Regions from separate parts of the Mus musculus genome. Here all the other regions are linked to region 1. Evidence: chromatin contacts called from public HiChIP or PLAC-seq and promoter capture Hi-C data. All regions are on one chromosome and are shown on one strand. Each heading gives the region's core, a stretch centred on a gene start, on an enhancer-like site or on the middle of the called end of the contact. The rest is flanking DNA. Distances are from core to core; before and after follow the strand shown. Region 1 overlaps Dclk1 (doublecortin-like kinase 1). Region 2 overlaps Nbea (neurobeachin). Region 3 holds the start of Ccna1 (cyclin A1).

Region 1 (2,774 bases), core at 144-2,643:
GTCCTAATGGTGGTGATTGGTGACATTTTATAAACTCAAGGCCCAAGGATGTTGGATAGTAGAGGAGATCGAGTAAGCCAGATGGCTGGAGCCAATGCTGTCGTTTACAGCCCCTAGTTTCCTCTTGAGTGCAAATCCTTCATCTGAACTCTGCTTGTAAAGAACTGTGAAATGCCCAGGAGATGCAGCCTATGTTTGGCTGTTCTTGGTCCATGCAGAGCTCTAGTTTCCGGATATCTGACTCTGTCTTCTGGCATCCATGAGCACTGCAGACATACGGTACACTTAGATCCGTACAGGCAAGCAAGCCTATGAGTAAAATAAAAATAAATATTTACCAATAAAAGATACACAGACACTTTCTTGAGGCAGTGAACTGCATTACACTCTAACAGTGGGTGCACGCCCTACGCTTATGCAGAGCCACAGAATATGCAGTGCTGAAAGAGAACCTGGTGGAAGCCATGGATCACGTGACAGCATGTGGTAATGACGCGTCTGTGTGGATTCTTCATGTGTAGCAAACACACTGCTCTGCTGGAAGTGTCGCTAGGAGGCGAGGCTGTGTATGTGTAGCGAGGTTGGAACTGCAACTTCTGCTCAAGGTTGCTGCAAACGAAAGCTGTCCCAAACAATGAAAGCTTACCAACAAGAAGATAGTAATAAGATAAAAAAAAAATGAAATTTCATCACAGGTTACAAATGAATGAATCGTGAGGATATTATAGGAGGACAAGACCAATACTGTATGATCGGTTATGAGATGCCTGAAGCAGTCAAAGTCACAGAGAGAGAAGGTGGCCTGTGTCTGCTAAGGTCAGAGGAGGGAAAGAATGAGGAGGAAGTTGAAAGCTAGTTTCAGTTTCAAAAGATGAAGAAGTGTTCAAGAGATACAGTGGTGGTAGTTGTATAAATACGTAAGTAATAAAAATATTCATGATGGTAGCTTTTATGTGCTGAGTCTTTTACCACACTATAAAAATAAACGGTTTTTCCAGCAGACCCCAGACTAGGAGATTCTATTATGTCTCTGATGGCAGACTTTACGTTGGAACATTCTTTACTTGAGGTTAAAGAGGGGCCAGTGTGCTGGGATCCAGCAGGCCTGACGCCACTGCTGTGCAGAGAATCCTTCATATTTACTGCGAGAGGGACCCAGCGGCCTGCATGCGGTCCCCTCTGCAGAGACAAAGATCACTTTGAGCACTTACCGCGTGGTAACACACTGAAAAGGCTTGCTACGCTCCAGCTTCCCAGACTTGAATGAGGTAAATGACCAGGGCTGGCCTGCGGCCACCGGGGTTTGTTCCCCATGAATCAACACCACTTGACATGGAGCCGACTCAGCATCTTTTTCAAAGAAAGAAGTATCCTTTTGGGCTGACATTGCAGTGAGTCAGTCCTTTGGCACTGGAGTTGGAAGCAGGGCGAGACAGGGCCTCAGATGAGCAGCACAGATCTGAGGACCATGCCTTATAGATGCTCTTTGCCTCTCAACCTTTCTGTGTGTTTGCTTTCTGTCTGTCCTGACCCTGACCCCCTGAACGGGATGGGCTGGCTGAGGTCTCTGTGTCAGGGCTCTGTCATCCATCACTTTATGGTTGTTAGGGAAGGCATTTGGCATCACTTTGCAGCCATTGGCCCCTGCCTCCGCCATGGTCTGACATTTTGAACACCCATTTGCCAGGCTTCATTGTTAAGCAGAGCCCTGCGAAAGATTGGGGACAGGTTGGCTAATGATTAAACTCTGGAGGGCTCATGTTCCTTGTCTTTAAAACAACACATATGGATTTCACTTAAGAAGAGAGCTTTTCTGAGGACCCGAGAACCAGAGGAGGCATGGGTGGGGCTTCAAAGTCTCTGGACTCTGCACATGGGGAGTTCTTACTCTGGTTAGATTTTAAATTGTCAAGATTTAAGCTTATTTTATAACGCTTTAGAATACCCACATGATTCTGCTAACAAGTGTCATTTCGCAGTATTTCTTTATGAAGTGGAGCTTATAAAAGGTGGTGTGTGTGTGTGTGTGTGTGTGTGTGTGTGTGTGTAGAATTCAGCATAATTGCTGCAAGTCTAGCTTGACTTTTCTGGAGTTCTTCTGCCACTCTGTGGACAATTGTGGTATTACATGTTGTTTCTTCAAGCATCTACATTTTCTATTTTGTTATTAAAGTGGGAAAGCATTCTACTATGTAGCTTTCCCCCTTAGTTATAATCTAATATTAAGGATTAATAATGAAAACCAGCGCATAATAAAATCATCACACATTGTTTTAGCTAGGGTTTCCATTGCTATGAACATTTAATTGGGGCTGGCTTACAGGTTCACAGGTTCAGTCCATTATCATCAAGGTGGGAGCATGGCAGCGTCTAGGCAGGCATGGTGCAGGAGGAGCTGAGACTTCTACATCTTGTTCCGAAGGGAACTAGGAGAGACTCAAACAGCTAGGAGAAGGGACTCAAAGCCCACCCCCACAGTGACACACTTTTTTCCAACAAGGCCACACCTCCTAATAGTGCCACTCACTCCCTGGGACAAGCATATTCAAACCACGACACACATGGGCTTACTTGTTATATGGAAAAGGACAACATAAATCATGGAAATTCACTGACAGGTTCGAAATTGATGCCAATTTATGATAATTGTAGTAACGAGCCATTAAGGCCTCCTTTGAGGGACAAATGGCCATCCTGGTTCCTGTAATCTACACATCTGAACATGGTTTTGTGCTTGGGGTGTCAGTTGACAGCTCCTGATGGAGAACAGGGCC
Region 2 (2,774 bases), core at 145-2,644, 310 kb after region 1:
AGAAGTGGCAAAAGACTACCTTTAATAAGACACAGGGCTAAATAAAAGTCTCTTCTTCACAAAAATGCTTTCCATTCTCTTGGCTCCATTATATACACAAAAATGTTCATAGAGGAAGGAATGCCTTCTTCATGCCTGGAATTGGCTCAGCCAATACAGACCCTGGGAAGTACCAGGGGACTGTGGAGGTTTGCTGTTGAGTGGTGTGTGTGTGGCGGGGAAGTATATCTGGGAGTCAACGAACACAGGCTTCTGTGGAGAGCCGGGGGAGACAAAGGCCCTTTGTATTTAGTTCACTGATAGGTACTGAGTTTGGAAATGGGCAAGCTGTGCAAGTGTGTGAGTCACGTTTTTAAACCAGCTATGTGATGTTTTTATTTGTGAGTTAGAAGACTTTACAAGACGAAGAAGGAGAAAGTGGTGTTACTGGTGAAGGAGGAGAAGGAGGAGAAGGAGAAGAAGGAAGAGAAGGATAATGGAAACCCCCAGACAGATGGGCTGGAGTTCATTTCATCCCTGGATAAAATCCATAGTGGGCACTTTGCTGCTGGGGAGTAGCCACTCACGCCCTTCACCTCTGATATGGTCAAAGCAGGCAGGATGCTTTGCACCCATGTGCAAAGGAGGTTCTGTATCCAGCTTCAGAAATTCTCTGTGTACAGCTATACATCATAAAGCGCAGCTGTCAGTAAATGTGTGAATCTGCTCACTCTCTGGTTGTTCGTCCCAGTTACTAAGGGGTTAAATCCACTTTGGCATCCTTTCAATTAACAAACAATAACTTTCAAAGGAATCCTCTCAAAACTGTACTCTCGGCAGTGCCTCTCCACTACCACCCACACCTAATACTTCATTCCCTGCATCCCTTTCCTGATTCGGTCCTTCACTTTTTACTGATATTAAAATAACCATTCAGACCAGAATATGAGAAATGAGACAAAAAATAAAGTGATTGGTTAACTCTTTGCAGGTTATATTTGTTACAGTTTGTGTGATTTAGTAAATTTTAGGAGTCAGTACAATTGTTAGTGATCACTTCAGCACTAGTCCAATGGATGGAAGGATAAAACAGATGACCATTATGCAGGGGGATTATTGAGTGGCCACATTCCAATCTCGCCCCAGGAACCGAGAATAGCTGTGAATTAATACTTAAAGAAAGTTTGTTTTCAACTATGTGGAATCAGTCTTAGAGCTGTCACTGAAAGATTTACCAATTTACTATTATTTTGCTAGTATAAAGCTATTATTGAATGATATGGCTAATGAGATCATGGGGACAGAGAGAATGATGGCTTTCCAGGACTTTTGAGTTTAAAATGTGTTTATTCATCTCAGTACCCTTCTTTCACTTCCTCTCTCACCACATGCAACAAGCGTGAAACAGTGAATGTTCCTTCTGTTCTGAGTATTTGCTCTACAACCGTGGCCTAGGAACACATTTTGTCCCTTGTACGGTTCTAAGATCTGCCTATGGGAGCCTGTGCTCCTCCTCCTCACACTGCACGGGCATGGCCTGGGGCACGGGCATGGCCTGGGGCACGGGCAGCCCTTGGGGCTCTTGGATGTCGGTTACATTTCTTCTGGAGTAGGACCTGAGCCTCACCTCACACTCATGTTGTCTCTTTCCTCCTCCCAGTCACTGCCTGCTGCTCTTCAGAATGACTGTCCTGTCCCCAGTTTTTTCCATTTGTTGTGACTCTATATGCCTCTGCCACCTTGGTGCTACCTCCGTTTCTAATTTTGGCTACTATGACAGATACAAAATAATAACTAGTTATTTTGGTTTGTAGTCCTTTGATTGGTAACAAATTAGATATTTTAAAGACATCTTTGCCTTTTGGGTCTCCCAAAAAATGACCTATTCATACCCTTTGCTCACTTTATTTTTAAATTTTACATGTGTGTGTACATGCACAAAGTTGTTGCTCTATGCCTATGTTTGTGCATATGACCTCTCATGCCAGAAGACCATATTCCACTGCTTGGAACTGGAATTAAAGTGGTTGTGTGCAGCCTCATGTGGGTGCTGGGACCTGAATCTGGATCCTCTGCTAGAGCAGCAGTGCTCTTAGCATCTTCACCATCTCGCCTACCCCACTCACTTTTGCATGGCAGTTTCTGTCTTTATGTTGCGGAATGCAGACTTTGACAGTTTCAGAAGTGATTCCTTGCTGGTTTAATCCGTGCACATGCATACTCTTACAGATGCTGCCTGTTAGGTGTGTCTGCATCCATTTTGCATTTGAGCCCACCAACTCATTTAGTAGTTCATGCCTGGGGGAGGAGTTCTGCTGTTGGAGGTAGCTTTCTGTATCTCTGCCCATCAGACTCATAGGATGGCTGACTCCTCACATATAAGGTTTTAGTTCATCTAGAGTCTACTTTCCTTCACAGTAGACCAGAATCCATTATTATTTTATGTAGCAACTAGAAGTCATTTCCTCAAAAATGTGTGCTGTGAGTTTTGTGTGAAAATATGTATTTGTGGTGATATTCAGACCTGCCATTATTAAATAATATGATCCTCTATGTAGAAAAAGACCAGTTCTGTTCATTTGTGTTCCCTTTCTTTGTTCCCTTACTGTGCATGCCCTCCCTTTCTTCTCTCTCTCCTCTCTCCTTTTTTTTTCTGACAAAATATTTTTATTAATTATTTGGGGATTTCATACAACACATGCAGGTCACACTCCTTTCCCATTCCTCCAAAGTCTACCCTCTCATCCTTGTGCCCTCCACCACTCCCAGAAAACACACCAAGTACAATTTGCATT
Region 3 (2,774 bases), core at 131-2,630, 300 kb before region 1:
GAGGTGAAGCATCATCATCATTATCTAGCAGCAGGATCAAGGGAGATTTTATTTTCTATCTCAAAAAAAAAATCATTGTTGTAGATTCAGATTTCTTCTCTTAAATGTCTGAATATCTGTCTTCAAGGGAAAATCCTTTAGTCAATTTGAAGCAGACAAGTAAGCAAATACCTCAGTGACCATTCCTGGTCTGTAGTGGTAGAGATGTGTGCTCTAATACCAACCTCTAGTTCATAAAGTAAGCTGGTGTATCCTGGTACACACAGTGCGGCCACAGAACACAACACAAGCTCTCCCCGATTAATTCGTGGTAGCCTAGCTCCTACTGAACATCTTTCTGGCGGCTCAGAGCATCTCCAGGGCTATAGGACAGTGTAATTTCATTCTTTCTGACTAGCCCTTGAATCACTTAACCCAAACAGTTCCTACATACACATATGCACACATGTGCACACACGTGCACACAGATGCACACTATCATAGAAAGCCTTCTTTGTCCTTGGCATCGTTCTCCATGTATTTGACATGCAGGCACAAGTGCATGAGTGCATGCACACACACACACACACACACACACACACACACACACACACACACACGCATACTGCCACAGCAAGCCTTCTCCGTGGCATATTTCCTGGTGCTCCTGGGTCATTACCTGGCCACAGGTCCTCCTGTACTGCTCATTTTCAGTCAACACCCCTAGCACGGTTCTCTGTGGGGGATCCTGGCCAAGCTGAGCTCTGCTGAGCATTTGACAAGCATCAGGACCTTGGCCCACTGGAGGCAGAGCGACTCCACTCTTGGAGCTCTGGCGATGCATTGCCTAGTAAGCCACAGCCTGCTGCTATCCAGGAAAGAGGAGACACAGTTAGTTTACCTCTCAACCTAGGGACCCGGAAATGCAGAGAACTCTGGAGTGCCAAGCTCCAGAGTCACTACCAATGTCCCAACTTCCCGACAAACATTAAGGTCCCAAGTGACAGCTCAGGCATCAGAGCAACCAACTCAGAACCAAACAATGGCTGAATGGGCTTTAATATGACCCCAGGCTAAAGGTTGCAGAGAGAGCCGGATGGAGCCCAAACTCCACGCCAGGATTGTCTGCCCACATTGATTTAGGGCAGAGGGAAGCAGAACCTAAGATTCCTGATCCTCCTTCCCTCGCCCCCTTCCAGATTTGATTCAAAATCCAAGATCCCTGGCTGGGAAAAGGTGAGTTCCCTTCCCAAGTGACAAGCAGGCGCTTCTCTCCAGAAGTAAGGCCCCCAAACCTGCTTGGGAACCCACAGCAGGCCCTGCTTCTCAGGTTCTTCTCTGTCTGGGCGATTAGCAAGCGCACCCCGGCCGGGGCCGGGCGGGCGGGGCCGTGCGCGGAGGGAGGGGACCCGGAGAGGAGAGATTCCAGGGGGCCGGTTCCAGCAGCCTCGGCTAGTGCGCTCGCCACTGAGGACTTTCGACCCAGCCGCGTCTGTTGAATCAGCCAATCAGCGGCCACCCCGAGCCCAGCAGAGCCGCTTCCATGCCAACCGCGGCGGGCGTGCGCCCGGGTCCTCATCGTCCTGGCGACCGCTCACCTGCAGCTCTGCCCGCTGATGCTCGGCCCCCGGGGCGCTGCCGGGCGGGGCCAACCGCGCAGCCCCGGGCTCCTGAACCGCAAAGCCAGGCGTGCCAGGCGCACCGAACCGCACTGCACCGCACGTCGCCACTTGCACCCCTCTGGTCGATGTCACCAGGGAGGGCTGACGGCGGCTTACACACGGTAGCCTCCCTGAAAGGGACAGTTCCCCAGGAGCCGGTTCCCCCAACAGCTACGAACCCCTCCCGCCAACGTCTCCTGCGCGGCCCGCTCCCGAGAACCCTGGCTCGGGAGAGCGACGCGGGGTCCTCGGGCTGAGGCCGCGGCGCCCTCCTGGCCGGCCCGAGGGCGCGGCTCGCTCCCCTTCCCCATCTCCTTCTCTCGGACGCCTGCCCCACGGGCTCCCGACCCTGGGCGGCGGAGGGCTGTGCCACAGCTTAGCCTTCCAGGGTGGTCAGGGGCCGGAAGTGTGGCAAAGGGAGCCGGGAGAGATTTGGGGCCGTAATGTAACTCGAGGTGCCCCAGCCACCCGTGAGAGGTCTTCCCCTTGGGCACCGCTGGTGCGGGGAAGAGGAAGGAATGCGGGGAGCCTCTGTGGCTTGGATGTTGAGAGATTCTGAGCTGAGGTCATTGCTCCGATGACCCGGCCACGGCCACGTGTGAAAGGAGAGTCCCAGGACTGGGAGTGGGAGTTTAACCAAAAAGAAGGTTCTAAAAGGGCAAGGCAATTCTTGAATCATGGAAACCCTGGCACTTGTAGAGGTGACAGGCAATCAGCAAACTGAGTTTACATAATTGGTTAACTTTTTTTGAAAATATATACACACGTGTACTCACATATATGTGAGCACCAGATGTATATGTCTATGCATCATATATCAGTATATATGAGTGTATATGCATACATGCACAGACACACACACACACACACATCCTGTAACTGCTTTTGCTTAGAAATAAAATCCACCCCTAAATTCTAAAAGCAGTTCCAAAGGCCATCCAAACTTTAAGCAAAGGTCGTTAGCCTGCCTAAGTGTATTATTAATTGATGCGTTCACGAGAGAGGGGGTTAGCAGATGTGAACTGTCTCAACCGACTAGACGCAGAAGATTCTAGGAAAAGTGTGGCCCATCTTGTGGAGAGGGCTTTGCGAAGCGTTTCACCAACCCATACTGGATGCAGAAGCGCAAAGCTT

Evidence for each region. Promoter capture Hi-C pulls out the DNA fragments that hold promoters and counts their contacts. HiChIP or PLAC-seq counts read pairs in DNA pulled down with a chosen protein or histone mark.
Region 2: a contact with region 1 is called in an H3K27ac HiChIP or PLAC-seq map of microglia, with 5 times the contacts expected there. The contact joins two enhancer-like sites. A contact is called at or near these places in 1 of 15 datasets of contacts at CTCF or cohesin (the NIH/3T3 cell line), 2 of 484 Hi-C or Micro-C datasets (embryonic stem cells and nephron progenitors) and 1 of 115 datasets of contacts at active chromatin or transcription factors (microglia).
Region 3: a promoter capture Hi-C map of hippocampal neurons shows a contact between it and region 1, with 2.6 times the contacts expected there. The contact joins the promoter of Ccna1 here to the enhancer-like site in region 1. A contact is called at or near these places in 4 of 39 promoter capture datasets (cranial neural crest, hippocampal neurons and liver), 1 of 15 datasets of contacts at CTCF or cohesin (the NIH/3T3 cell line), 2 of 484 Hi-C or Micro-C datasets (embryonic stem cells and epidermal suprabasal cells), 1 of 115 datasets of contacts at active chromatin or transcription factors (embryonic stem cells) and 2 of 9 other capture datasets (adipose tissue and embryonic stem cells).

What each region holds. Positions count from the first base shown.
Region 1 is chr3:55,352,873-55,355,646 of GRCm38.p6, forward strand. The region is part of intron 3 of Dclk1 (doublecortin-like kinase 1); the gene reads left to right. Among named protein-coding and RNA genes, the nearest start is that of Gm25132, 49 kb to the left of the region's middle. Within about 2 kb of position 1,394, at least 98 of the 459 cell types and tissues checked have an H3K27ac peak or open chromatin away from gene starts, as enhancers often do. A contact at or near this core is called in the NIH/3T3 cell line, hippocampal neurons and microglia, where this site is marked.
Region 2 is chr3:55,665,882-55,668,655 of GRCm38.p6, forward strand. All of the region lies in intron 48 of Nbea (neurobeachin), which reads right to left. Among named protein-coding and RNA genes, the nearest start is that of Gm46804, 40 kb to the right of the region's middle. Within about 2 kb of position 1,395, at least 20 of the 459 cell types and tissues checked have an H3K27ac peak or open chromatin away from gene starts, as enhancers often do. A contact at or near this core is called in microglia, where this site is marked.
Region 3 is chr3:55,053,675-55,056,448 of GRCm38.p6, forward strand. It overlaps Ccna1 (cyclin A1), which reads right to left and starts at 1,381. Exons shown (of 9, transcript NM_007628.3): 1 at 1,291-1,381; 2 at 659-844. The coding sequence starts at 823. It overlaps 4931419H13Rik (RIKEN cDNA 4931419H13 gene), which reads left to right and starts at 1,568. Exons shown (of 8, transcript NR_040593.1): 1 at 1,568-1,762.